3 separate regions of the Hordeum vulgare genome follow, and all the other regions are linked to region 2. Evidence: chromatin contacts called from public Hi-C data. All regions are on one chromosome and are shown on one strand. Each heading gives the region's core, a stretch centred on a gene start, on an enhancer-like site or on the middle of the called end of the contact. The rest is flanking DNA. Distances are from core to core; before and after follow the strand shown. Region 1 holds the start of LOC123395740. Region 2 holds the start of LOC123451947 (coatomer subunit delta-1-like). Region 3 holds the start of LOC123396510 (probable protein phosphatase 2C 2).

Region 1 (4,398 bases), core at 874-3,373, 540 kb before region 2:
TCCAAAATAGCCTACTTAATAAGAGTTACAACATTTTTTTACAACCATTAGCAAGAGATCAGAAAAAGAAGCAACAAGGAAACATGAATGTTGTTCAAGCGCATTTTGTCCTGAAATGATAAATCAGTCGGCCCCGTTGAAATATTACGGATAGATCTTACAAATTCTTCATCGTTTAACAGCTCTAGTGACCCAAGCAATCATAAAGTAGTGAGCGCAGATTGAGCAAATTCTTGGAAATTAGGTTAGTCAATCAATATTTTAGGAATGACAGATTATTTTCAAGAAGACTAAGACTGACTTAAGGAGCATATGACATAATAAAGCATGTGATAGTCCAACTGGTGTCATCGGGGCAAGGAACAGAGGTTCCACACATGACACTGAGCTTTCTACTAGTATTAACTGGGAAACGTAATCACACACCATTTAAAAAAAGTTTCACTTGAAAATTGCAAATGATGAATTTAGGAGGCATGTCTGCTAATACACTATTCATGACTTGCTTTGTTTCAGCGGATTGCATCAAGTGATAGGAAAAAAAACATGTACAAACTGCTAAGATTATATTGCAGGAATTGTAGTGCGATGCCGAAATTACCTGCTGATTTTGATGGTTTACTATATCTTTCGCTTTGGGAGCCAGGCAAACTAAACCTTGTACCTTGCGCTACCCTGCTGTCCCTTTTGGATTTATTCAGCTCAGGTAGAGGAGCAATTCCAACCACACTTTCTGGCACTTCTGAGCCATTTCGACAACCCTCCTTGTCGAACCCAATATTAAAGGGTACCGGCACTGGTTCATAGCGCGATTTACTAATGATTCTTCTCCCATCTGTTACAATGAATGGCCTAGCAGAAGCTGGGGATGGAACTGGAGCAAATGTGCATTCTTCAAACTCGAAGTTCTCGTTGTAAAGTTGTGGGATGTACGAGTTCTCTGTTGCGACAAGTGGCTTAAAAAAATGCCTCTGGGGTCGTCTGCTCCTAAGAGCACCTCGACCTCCTCCAGGCCCAGAACCAAGACCAGGGCTTCTTGTGGAAACCTCAGTAGTCGAACCATCTCGAAAGCCATCCACCAGATTCTTGCCTCTACCAACTGCCCTGCGACCACTTGGAACCGCCATTTCCTCGTTGTCCTTTGTGCTGCTTCTCTTAAAAATCCAAGGCTGCAAGCTCAATATGGATCCAGGATCTCTGACATACTCGCCTGGGCTGACCGACTCAGCACCGGTGCTTCCATTGGTGGAAGCAGCAAATCTGGCAGATGAACCGCCAAACCGCGAATGAACAGAGTTCCTCGGAGTATTGCAAGGCACGTTCTCCTCCTCCAAACCGATGTCCCTGCCAACCTGATTAAGGATCATTCTGCGGAACACATCGTTCCCCATTTCCGCATTCTTGTGGTTCTTTTGCTTATCCATTGGAAGTCCTGCAACCTGGCACTAGTTCCTCAGCAAAAGGCAAAAGCACAGGCACCTCCTCATCTCCAGAGCTGAACAGGGTCACCAACCTGCGCATTCAAACATGAATGATGAGCAACCAAATTAGCACAAGAACATGTACACAAAGCTGATGCAAATATTTATTCGAGACAAACGACGAGTAAAGCGATGCGGGATCCCCAATTCCTCCGCCGCAATCTTAAAGAAAGGCGAAATCCCTCCATGAATATCCTGAAGCGTCCAGGGAGCAAACGCCCACCCACCGAATCAAATCCCAGGTCACACGCGCACAAGACCAAGGCCCAACCAAATATTGGCACATAAAATTTCCACCCCACGAATACACCAGGATTACCTGGGATTCGCCGCACGACCCGACCTCCCCTCCTCCAAAGAAAACCCAGAAGCGGCGGGGCAAAAGATCTCCGGAAGAGACGGCCAAGGATCGCCGAGGGCGGGAGCTTTTTCTCACCGAGAAAGGGGGGAGGGAGGGATAAGGCGCCAGCGGCTGCCGGCGCCCCCGGCGGAGCGGCAATGCGGAGGCGAGGTGGCTGGTCAGGCGCGAGGTAGCGGGGAGGGAGGAGAGAGAGCAGAGCACCACTGGACAGGAGGCATTTGGGATTTGGGATGGGGGGGTTTGGGTTGGTCCGAAAGAGGCAAGAAGAACATCCCAAGGAGCCAAACCACACGAGAGACGAGACAGGAGGTATATTAAATTACTCTATCCTACATGGCGATTTGGTTTTAAAATGAAAATTTATTCGCCTATTTGCTCGAATTGCACTGGCATTTTAACTTTTACAGCTCAGCTCACAGCTCACGACAGAGGGTCGGGGATTGAATTGCCATGATGAATGGATTAATTTCTCTATTAAATTCTGATGGAGATGATTTCGCCATACTGAAATACTCCCTCCGTTCCTAAATATAAGACCTTTTAGACATTTCACTATAGACTACATACGGAGCAAAATGAGTGAATCTATACTCTAAAATGTGTCTATATACATCCGTATGTAGCACATAGTGGAATCTCTAAAAGGTCTTATATTTAGGAACGGAGGAAGTAGTTACTAATAAAATAAAAGGGGCCATTTCAAGTTATTTAGGATTTGGCATTCCGTCCATTGGTTCTTCAATTTTAGCTCCATGTCAAACTGGCACATGATCATTTGTTGGGTCCACGTGTCAACAAAGTTGATCCAGCAGCGGGTTCTTGATGGCGTATATTTTCTTCTATTCTAATAAATAAGTACATACTTCCTCCGTTCCTAAATATAAGTCTTTGTAGAGATTTTACTAGTGGACTACATACGGATGTATATAGACATATTTTAGAGTACACATTCAATCATTTTGCTCCGTATATAGACACATAGTGAAATCGCTTAAGACTTATATTTAGGAACGGAGGGAGTATATCTTAACTTATACTCACTCCGTCCTAAAATTCTTGTCTTAGGTTTGTCTAGACATGGATGTATCTATATATTAAACTGTGACTAGATACATTCATATCTAGACAAATATAAGACAAGAATTTTGGGACGGAGGGAGTATGACTCACATAAACAATCAAGCTACTTCCGGGGACGATCACAGGGAAGTAAAAAATAAATTACCTTTTTTTACATTGACTTTAAAATGATTTTACACAAAAGGTTGAAATCTTCTTTGATATTTATTGTGCCAACATTGAAGTCTCAGAATCTTCTGAATTAATGTTGATAACAACTTGATAATTTGTTTGCGCGTAGCTCAGATGGTTAGGTTTTTTTATGATAGAATCAATCCATCAGGGTTGCGTTCATAGGAATGAGTGTATGCGGCCATCGAATTGCTTGCGTCCGAGCATTAAACTTAATCTCTATGCTTGTGTTTATGAGAAAATTATGGGTTTAAATAACATTTTCATGAAACTGCACATAAGTCTTAAAATTATACTACCTGTGTACAAATATAAAATGTTTTTGCAGTTCAAATAAAACTGCAAAAAATGTCTTATATTTTTTATAGAGAGGGAGTACCTTCTGTGGTAGATGTTATTGAACTCTATTAACTGTTACCTGATTTTTTCCATATGAAAAGATCAAGCTTCATTTCATCCTAAAGTTGATGTACACCACAAAGAAAATACAGAGAGGTTCTATCCATTTCTCGGTGTTTCCCTTTACCTTAATAATGGCTTTGTGTTTATTTTTAGTTTTCATTAAAAAACAAAGTTTTTTCTTCTTCTGATACTTCCCTTTGAGAACTCTTGTCCCTTGTGTGCAGTGTCCTAGAATTGGACTTGCTATCCGGGGTACATGCAAAAGGATGCTTGGCCTTCACACCATTCCCAGAAAAGAAGATGGTCTCCAGGTCTTCCTGAATCTCAGCCCTCTAACTGTCTTCATCTGTGATCTAAACTCCTTGATCCCATCACAGAAACAGGCCCACATTTGCTGAAGCTCAATTAGGGTTTGGTCATCTGCACTTGCACCTTGACGGCTATTAATAATCATGATCCTATATCATGGCATGGAAGTACCCAGCTTTATTATGCATGTACCAAATTTTGTTACTCCTTAGGACCACCTGATCACACATACCCAGTAAATTTTCAATTCTCCAGTTAACATCTGTGCTAGCAATTTGACAGGATGTGTGGACAGCATGGTGCCAGATTTTTCAATATATTCAGTGAGCATCTGTATCAGGGCCAAGCATAACTTTTGCAGACCTTGAGGAAGAGGAATTTTGTAAATCGCGTTTGCGAAAACGAAGAAGATAACCCAGATATGGCAGAGAATTCAAGAACGAACAACGGCGGAGGTCTCTTGGGAAGAAAGGCACATCAGATGTTGATTGACGATGGATCCATGGCATTTTGCTGCTAGGAAGAGAATCCTTTGAAAATGCCAGCTGAAATGTCTTTTTTCTGCTAGGTTTTGGCTTTGTTGGGCCTTTTTGT
Region 2 (4,859 bases), core at 630-3,129:
TCCCCCTGCCATCAGGTCAACCTTATGGGAGGTTTCAAATCGATCCACTCGAACAAAACTATGTGGAGTGGCACATTTTATTATAAATGATGAAAGGTGAAAACGATATGCTTCATTAGGTGAAATGTTGGCTTCATTACGAAGAGAACATTCATCACCCTGCTGCAAGGTCAACCTTATGCCAGATATCAAATCGACAGCCAGGTTACAATGAATGATTAACCAATAACCAAGAGGCGTGATCATAGCATAAATGCATCAATATTTCTAATCTAATAGCACACACATTTGAATAAAAAATAATTATAACAAGCAGTAAGGAGGTATTATTGAACCAGTTGCAAAATACTTTGTCTGTTGAGCTGAAGTGGCCCAGAACTGCACAACTAGCTGAACTAGCACAGATCAGTGCAAAACAGGTCGGATCAAACAAACTAACACAATCAGATCTAACAACCGCATCATGCTTCCTCCAGATTCCAGGGAGGAGGGGGTGCTCCATTCTCATTTTGCAAGGTGAACCATGAACTATACGATTCGAGACAAGATGCGGCAGGAGGAGGTAGGGGAAGAACCCAGCAACCCACAGATGCGTGCCATGGCATAACTAGGTTTTCAAGGGACCACGTAGACGAGCCCAGCAAGGGGAGGGGCGAGCCCGGCAGTGGACGGGAGAGGAGAGCAGGGGCGGCGAGGAACTACCTTACTCCTGGAGGCGGCGGCGCCTGGAGGGGGGCCAGCACGTGGAGGAGGCGGCGGCGCGTAGAGGTGGAGTCGACTCTCGTCCTGCCGTCGTCGTCTCAGCCTCGAGTTCCCCTCGACCTCGAGTCTGTCAACACTGGATCCTCCTATTTGTCCCGTGCACGATGATGCGAGGTTGGGCCATTTGGAGGAAACGAGCCCATGTACATTCATGAGGCCCAGTACGTAATTCCACCCAGTGACTCCGTGAAGGAGCCCTTTTGTAGACTGGCATTCTGGGGTTCCTTTTTTCTTTTCTTTTTTGCTTTGTTTCGGCTTTGGAGAACTCGTGCGCCCGTAGGATTGTGTTAATCTACGGAAACGCCCACGGTCATCTGCAAAAAAAGAAGGTCGAATTAACTTTAATCCCGAATCATAATCATCACCATCAATCAACCAAAATAACGAAGAATCGAAACGACGATCCGAAGAAACTCAAGGAATCGAAAATCAAACCTGAAATGAGAACAGGAACAGCCGTGCAGCTCCTCTATGCACTGAAGTTGCACGTCTTCTTCTCAAGCTACCTGAAGCAGCGTGTGCGTTGGCGATCTGACTTCCAGTCGAGGTTTGACTTAGTACGGCTCAGATCTGCGTCTGGAGAGCAAAGGTGAATCAGATCGACATAGAGCAGAACGCGAACCCAAAAAAAAAAAACTTGTAAAGGATCTTACTCTAAACCATGAACTGTGAGTACCTGCTTGAGGATTCATAGCCTGGAACGCGCCCATCCCATGAACGCTTGTATCCACCGATCTATGTTGTTGTGTGTCGAGTTGTTACGCCCTCGTCCAGGGACGTCCTGGACCGCCGTAGTCCCACAAGGGCATGCGCCTCGAACTCCCTAACGGCCACCTCGCCGTCCATGAACGACGGCTCGCTGGAGTTGGCCGCATGAAAGGAGGTGCCGAGAACAGCCCTTTTCTCACCCTCCACGACACATGGGCATGCATATGCCATCATTCACGGCCACCACGGCCGTGAATATGGGCTGGAGATCGCCGGAGCTCACGAGGAGGGTGAGAAGATGGGGAGTATACTACTTTGAGAGGAGGAGAGGAAAAGTAGCTTGGCAGCCAAAAGATGAATGAATGAATGGACAGGAGACCCGGTGGTTGGCTCGCGAGCTTACAGAGGGCCAGATGCGCCGAGCACGCGAGCCAAAGACCGTGTAGAATAGTACTACTAATTGTACTCATGGCTCGATGCGATCAAGACGAGCGTACCGTCAGGAATCGATTCGGAATTTAAAATTTTCCATACTGCGACCAGGATACAGAGGGAAAGTTATAAAAATCATTGATCGCCTGGCAGGTCGCGGCATTTCTCCGGATTAATTACAGTTTTCGTATCAGTCCGGTGCTCGCAAGACCGGGTCAGATACTCCAAAACAGGGCTCGGGAACGTAGTCGGCACACTGGTGCTTGGTCAGGTCGGCCACGCCTCGTCGTGCCGCCATGTACGAAGCCCCAACGTCCTGCCGTGGCGTGTACTACTTCTCCACAGCTTCAGGTGGCGGCAAAATTAATAAAAATAAACCTCGGGCGTAAGAACTCGAAGTGAATCCTAACATGAAATATTTCATTCGTCTGACCCTTTTGTGTGACGTTTGACACCTAGCCGCCACACTATACTGTGTGACGTCTAAGCCGTTTGCGCCACATGCCCAGCCACCTCGGAGAGAGGGCCCATCCCTCAGGCACTGTGACGTCTAAGCCTCATGTGTCGCACATTGTAATGTGTGACGCCGAACGCTTAGGCGCCACACATTGATTTATACAGCCATGGGACAGCCCCTTCCTCATTCCCCTCCCATACATCACTAGGGTCCATCCAATTCAAATTTTTTCGGACTTGTTCCAACAATTGAGCATAGCTAGGACACAAATCGAACACCATGTCAAGCTCATCCGGGTCCGGATCAATATTGCCTTTTAAAAAGGTATCCTTGTCCACGTGATGAACACAGACACATGTTCTTCCTATCCCTAAACAACAAAACATACAATATTTTTTATAAGCAATCATACAACTACAATATCTACTTACTAAAAATAAACCCTATTCCTAACTTCCAAACATTCATAACACTAGCCCTAACCCTATCATAACCCTAACACAACCAAACATCCATAATCCTAACTCTAACCTAACCCTAGCCTAACCCTAAAACAACCATAATGCAAACATCCAAACAACTCTAATCCTAACCCCATCATACCCCTTATCCTAACATACAAACAAATACAACAATATCATATACATCCCACATTTCATGAAAAACTACGGGTTCCTCAAATTTGCAACAAAATGACCACAAGAGATTTTTATTTGGATGAGAATGAGGGGATAGGTGGGGATTACCTTAGGGGAGAGATTGGACAACAAATGTCCGGTCCAAACCTTCAGATTTGGTGATTTGGAGAAGGATTTGAAGAAGGGCCCGTGGCTGGGAGAGGGGGATGGGGGAGGGGAATGAGGAGGGGGTGGGGAGGGGGGCTGGCCCGTGACTGTATAAGTCAATGTGTGGCGCCTAAGCGTTCGGTGCCACACATTACAATGTGCGACGCCTGAGGCTTAGGCGTCACACTGCCTGGGGGATGGGCCCTCTCTACCAGGTGATCGGGGCGTGTGGCGCCGACGGCTTAGGCATCACACAGTGTAGCGTGGCGCCTAGGTGTCGGGCGCCACACAAAAGGGTCAGACGAGTGAAATATTTTGCGTTAGGGTTCACTTCGTGAGTTCTTTCGCCCAAGGGGTCATTTTTGTCAATTTTGCCTCAGTTGGATTTGCCAAACGCAAGACCCAAGGGTTCGGGGTTCAGTAGCATTGTACCAGTGTGTGTGAACGCGACACACTCTGTGGACTGTACCAAGACCGAGACAGAGAAAACAAGTGGGAGCCAGCCCGCGTGCTGACATCTTTCCATTTGCATTTGCAATCACCTCCCGCCCATCTCCCTTCCAAATCTCTAATGCCAACTCCATCGCGCGACCCCATCCGGATGTCCGTTTTGGCCGGATTCTGTCCATTTGAGGCGGGTGATGGGTCGTATCCGGATCATTTTTGGGATGCAGTGGTCGTGCGTCCAATGTGGGAACGCTCCTGTCCGCCTCATTTTCAAACACAACCATTCAAATAGCTACGGCTCATAGTTCATGCAAAGCGGCCCTAGATCACATCGACAACACAACCAGCCTACACGTCCTCGTCGGCAACACAGTCGGCCTTCAAAAAGGAATAGGTTTTTCGTCGGTAACACAGCCGGCGGCCGACTCACCATGCCAGCCTCCAAAAAAGAATGACGCCCTAGTTCATGCCATCGGTGTCGAACATCTCTTTCTATCGGGCCTCGAACCAGCTCCTTGTCTTCTCGATCATCTTGCTCAAGTCCACGCTCATGATCGCCAGCGCCACCTCCTTTGCTTTGGTTGCGGCATTGGCGGCCTCGATGCCGAGTTGCCTTTGCCTGGTCGCCTCCTCGATGTCGAGCTGCCTCTGCCTGGCCGCCTCCTCGATGTCGAGTTGCCTCTGCCTGGCCGCCTCCTTCATGTTGATCTTCCTCTTCTTGTCCGCCTCCTCCATCTCAAGCTTCTTTGTTTGCAGCTCCATGTATTGCTTCATTTGCTCCTCCTTGTCTTGTCGCTTCTTCTCGTCCATCACTTCCTTGTGAGACATCATGACATGCAAAGTCTCATGCAAAGCATACGATGGCGCATCACGCTTGTCGTCCACCTTGGAGTTGGTCTTGCCCCTCGGCCTCTTCAACGCCTCACCATCTCCACCTCCGGCCAAGGCGTCCGCCTTCTTGCCTCTCTTCCTTTGAATCTCAAGGTATTGATCTTTGAACTTAGGGCATTTGTTGATAATTTGCCAACAATGCGTGAGAGTGAATGGCTTGTCGTTGTGTCGGGCCTTGAATGCTTCCAAAGATTGAAATGCCTACATGATCAACAACAATTGCACATGCAAACACAATTAATCATAGAGGAGGCCAAGGCACGCACATAGCAAAGGAAAGAAAAGATGCCATACCATGTCCCCGATGCCAGGACCACTCACGGGATGTGCTTCAACGCTCTCATGTGCGGCGCAATATTCGTTGCATTCTTGTTAGA
Region 3 (4,878 bases), core at 124-2,623, 890 kb after region 2:
AAGAAGTCAACCCATTTGTGGTGAACATGATGTCTCCAACAACAAAACACATCATGCTATGAAGGTACATGCCAAAAGAAAAAATAAAGAGGTTTGCTGAAATTACTCCGCACCTTCCTATGATGTCACTTGACAACCCTGCAAAGAGCACGCGGAGCAAAAAAATCAACCCTACTAACCCTACAATGAGCACACGAAGCAAAAGAAGACTTAGTTTGTGATTCTCACAAGATTACTTCCCATATCATGTTTCACTTTCGAAACTTTCAAGCTGTTTGCGTGATACATTTGTGGACTTGGGCTTTAGCGTTGGTTGGTAGAGTAGAGATTGTTACTCCATCTCCATGGGGGTTGGCGCTGTAGAACCCGTCCTACAGGGCGGCGTGGGCAGACGGTCCATGCAGAGCCACCAAGAATAGCAACACTATCAGGTGGTCCATGCCTACTCCTGCTATCTTCTGCACCTACACGATGCTTAATTAAGGTGTAAGGAAGATGTCAAACTCAAAAAAAAAGCTGCAATAGGTAGCTAGACAGCTAGTCGCATTAAATCCACGTGCCATGCCTTTGGAGTATCTCGTAGATTGCTATACGACTATACAATACATGCTGCAGTATATATATACTACTACTATGCTAGTAGAGGTTACTTAAGCAGGATGTGCACTGTAATATCGTCATGCTCAGAGCAGAGGCATCTCCTCACTCACCCCTGCTACCATAATTGTACCTTGGCATCTCATCCTAGGATACACCTACACGATGCTTAATTAAGGAGTAAGTAAGATGTCAAGCTCAAAAAAAAAAACAGAAGCTGCAATAGCTAGCTAGACAGCTAGTCGTACATACGTGATTGTATATATTATGTAGGTGTATGGTTGGAGTAGGCATGGACCACCTGATAGTGCTGCTATGGCTCTGCATGGATCGTCTGCCCCAGCCGCCCTGCAGGACAGGTTCTACAGCGTCAACCTCCATGGAAATGAAGTAACAATTTTACTCACGCCATATACCCTAACGTTGTTATATGGTCTGCAACGCCACAGTAGACTGATGTTTCAATGATGATCGAAAACACCATATTAGACTAGTTTTTCTTAATGGGGCAGCCACACCACAGCTTATGACGTTTCGAAAAAAGTTAAATCATGAAATTTTTTTAAACTGAATTTTTTTTGTGCTCGTGTTTAACAAAAAGGTCAGAACAGTGATTTTGACCCATCATTTGCTTTGCTGACGGGCGAAAGGCGTGAACCGAAACGAGGCCGGCCTGGTGCGGGTGCGCCCACCATCGCACCAAACCTAGGGCACCGGCTCCCACCATCGTGCCGCCGCCGTCCGTTGATTTATTCTCTTCCCCTTCTCACCACGCGCGCGTAAATAGCAACGTGTCCGCCTAATTTCCGCCGTTTCGTCTCTCCTCTGCCCTCTCCCTCGTTTCGGGTCAGGAAAGTCTGCGCGCGAGCGCGTGTGTGTCCAGGAAAGGTTCAAGATCGCGTCTCTCGGATCGCGGAAAGGCCACCCACCCGCCCACCAGACCCCGCGGGGAAGAGGAAAAAAAAATCGGGAGATCGCCGTTGGATCCTTGTTTTTGTTCTGTGGTGCGAGTGCGGATCGGGGGAGTTCTGTGGCGAGTGAAGGGCGCGCGAGGGATCCGGGAGGTCGTTTGCGGAGGGATCTGATCTGACTAGTGAGGCGGAGGTATGGTTGCCGGGCCGGAGGTCATGCATCAGGTCGTCCCGATGCTGGAGGCGTCGTTCCGCCGGTTCCCCGTCAAAGGGGTCGACGAGGTCGTCGTCGGGGTCGGGGTGTCGACGCCGCCGCCGGTCGATTCGCCATCGCAGGTCGACCTCCAGGTTCCCGATCTGGTGAGTTCTTGATCCCGGCTGGCGATGGTCCTGGCCTGCTTTTTTTTTCTCTCCCCCGTTCGTTCTTATCTTTTAAGTAGGAGACCAGAAGTTCTTGTGGCCTGGCGAGTTGGGTATAAATCTAGATGCTTCTCGGCCGGGATCGCTCGCGTGTTCTTTGTGGCGTTGTAGGATTCTTTAGATTGTCAATCAGGAACGCCTCTCTTATCTGATTGCGCAGCGAATTTACGATGCGAAAAGGTGTTTAAATGACCTTCCCTGTAGAATTGGTTCTAGTCTAGAGTACTTTGTAAGAACGCAAAAGGGTAAAAAAACCTTTCTTGTTGCTGTTTTCTAACACAGATGTATTAACTGTTGATAGTGATTTGGAAATTTTGGTTATAAATGGACGGTGGAATCATTATTGGGTTGACCTATTTAGCCTGCGGTAATGTTATCGGAAATTATGTGCTAGTATGGTTTGCCGGTGCATATTGATTGTTTGCCTACGCAAGATAATACAATTCAATGTGTCATACTAATTGTTTGCCTATGCAAAATAATATGATTCGTCGTGTCTTGTTTCTCTGCTGTGCATATTAGGAATGTGCTAACTTGTTTTGAGTACATTTAATTGTCTGCTTTTGGAATCTGCTATGGCTTTTACTTAGACGGACAAGTTTGTACGCCTAAGTAGTTGTTTTATCAATTCAGCATTGAAATGTTCGTTTAGTTATCTCTATAACACATGCATAAGTAGTTGTTTTTATCAATTCGGCATTGAAATGTTTGTTTAGTTATCTCCATAACTATAATAGGGTTGATTTAGCCACTGAACACTTTGAATGATTTGCCATGTGATGGTTAGCAACGTAATTTGTCTTGATCAAACAGTATAAGTGACCCTTTCCCGCGTATTTTGGTGGAGGATGTCTGTTTATGACAGCATATTAATTGTTGTCTGCTCAATGCAGGTTAAGACGCCTTTGGAGACGCTACAGTTTGTCCCAAAGATTAGATCTGGTAGCTTTGCTGATATTGGACCTAGGCGGTACATGGAAGATGAACATATCAGAATTGATAATCTTTCTGGCCATCTTGGCTCACTGTTGCTGTGCCCATCCCCTAATGCCTTCTATGGGGTATGCACGGCCTTCTATCATTTGTTTATCCTACTATGTTTCTCCTGCACTATATGAACTAATTGTGTTATTGTCAGTAGGTTTTTGATGGCCATGGAGGTTCAGATGCAGCAGCCTACATGAAAAGGCATGCCATGAAGTTATTCTTTGAGGATTCAGAGTTCCCAGAAGGATTGCAAGAAGATGAATATTTTTCTGAATCTGTTGCGAACTCAATCCGCAAAGCGTTCTTGAGTGCAGACCTTGCTCTTGCAGACGATTCAGTCATCAGCCGATCGTCGGGAACCACAGCTCTTACAGCTTTGATCTTTGGAAGGTAAGATGAGCATGCAGTCAAAAGCCTCTGCAGATACACTCTGCTAGGATATGATTGTATTGGCATATGCATGCTAACTTTTGCTATTCTTCCTATCTCGCAGGCAGTTGTTGGTTGCAAATGCTGGGGATTGCCGAGCAGTTCTATGCAGGAAAGGCATGGCCATGGAGATGTCCTGTGATCACAGGCCAACATACGAAGCAGAGCGTCAAAGGGTCACTGAGTGTGGGGGGTACATTGAGGATGGCTACCTCAACGGAGTGCTGTCGGTGACTCGGGCTCTAGGGGACTGGGACATGAAAATGCCTCAAGGCTCAGCGTCACCTCTCATTGCAGAGCCAGAGTTCCAGCAGACCATCCTCACAGAGGATGACGAGTTCCTCATCATAGGCTGCGACGGGATATGGGATGTCATGACCAGCCAGCAGGCGGTGACCCTGGTCCGAAAGGGGCTCCGGCGGCACGATGACCCCGAGAGGTGCGCGAGGGAGCTCGCCATGGAGGCGAAGAGGCTCCAGACCTTTGACAACCTCACGGTGATCGTTATTTGCTTTGCCTCTGAGCTCGGTGGGTGCCTGCCGCCTTCGGAGCAGGCGTCGTCGAGGAGGATAAGATCGTGCAAGAGCCTGTCTGCTGAGGCCCTTTGCAACCTGAGGAGACTGCTGGAGTCTGATCAGTAGACGATTGCTGTAGGGCTTATTGAGTTATTGTGCCGACGGGTGTTAGATGCCTCGTACGGCTGCGCTTGCGCAGCCAGCAATTTTGTAGGGCACCCGTCGTTTGTTCGTTGCAGTTTTTTCCTTTCTTGTTTCTTTTGTGTTGACTACTGCAGTCTTTCGTGTACATACTCCATTGGTTCATGTACCGGCGATCAGTTGGTTAGTGATGATTTATGTGTGAGAAACCTCCTCCAAGATTGGTAGGATGTTCTAGGCAGGAGCTCTGACCTGCAATAGCAATAGCAGTGCAATATATAAACAGAAGGAAAGGAGTTCATACGTACAGGTCAAGCGCCCAAGAGGAGTTCATCTTTGTCCTGAGCCTGATGAGGTGCAGAGGCTATATGTATGTATGTATGTGTGTATATATATATACATATATATAATTGGATTGAATGTGACGCTCCTAAAAGAAAGTTTAATCTAAATCTGTGTATAAGTGGATTGAATGTGACGCTCCTGGATCTCACTACAAGTGGGTGTGAAAAGCTGTAATTCCACTGAATCTTTTCTTCCATGTCCTCTGTGGCCTTTGTGCCGGGCGACCTGGAATGTCCTTGACAAAGCCACCTTTGTGAAAAGTGCTGATAAGAGGGAAAGTGTGCTTCTTAGCCCGAGCTCAAATGAGCAACATTAAAAAACCTGAAATTTTTAGTGATAAACATTGACAAAAGTTCTAACAGCTTGCAAATTTTCATTATGAAATCATATTTATGGAAGTCGTGGCAAAGAAAAAACAAGATCAATACTTCAAAATGCTTTTGGAAGTAGTATTTTCAGAGTATCAATTTTTTTTGCCACGCCTTACACAAATGTGATTTTCTGATGAAATTTTGCAAGATTTTAAAACTTTT

Evidence for each region. Hi-C and Micro-C count contacts between places; a contact is called where the count stands out from the background.
Region 1: a contact with region 2 is called in a Hi-C map of leaf, with 2.7 times the contacts expected there. The contact joins the promoter of LOC123395740 here to the promoter of LOC123451947 in region 2. A contact is called at or near these places in 2 of 6 Hi-C or Micro-C datasets (leaf and seedling) and 1 of 1 datasets of contacts at active chromatin or transcription factors (embryo).
Region 3: a contact with region 2 is called in a Hi-C map of seedling, with 5 times the contacts expected there. The contact joins the promoter of LOC123396510 here to the promoter of LOC123451947 in region 2. A contact is called at or near these places in 4 of 6 Hi-C or Micro-C datasets (leaf, seedling and an unstated tissue) and 1 of 1 datasets of contacts at active chromatin or transcription factors (embryo).

Annotation. Positions count from the first base shown.
Region 1 is chr5H:84,087,523-84,091,920 of MorexV3_pseudomolecules_assembly, reverse strand. It overlaps LOC123395740, which reads right to left and starts at 2,123. Exons shown (of 5, transcript XM_045090769.1): 1 at 1,801-2,123; 2 at 602-1,513. The coding sequence starts at 1,424.
Region 2 is chr5H:83,544,481-83,549,339 of MorexV3_pseudomolecules_assembly, reverse strand. LOC123451947 (coatomer subunit delta-1-like) reads right to left here and starts at 1,879. Exons shown (of 9, transcript XM_045128516.1): 1 at 1,439-1,879; 2 at 1,198-1,338; 3 at 703-1,076. The coding sequence starts at 915.
Region 3 is chr5H:82,652,906-82,657,783 of MorexV3_pseudomolecules_assembly, reverse strand. LOC123396510 (probable protein phosphatase 2C 2) reads left to right here and starts at 1,373. Exons shown (of 4, transcript XM_045091426.1): 1 at 1,373-1,868; 2 at 2,822-2,989; 3 at 3,070-3,305; 4 at 3,409-4,209. The coding sequence starts at 1,704. The coding sequence ends at 3,985.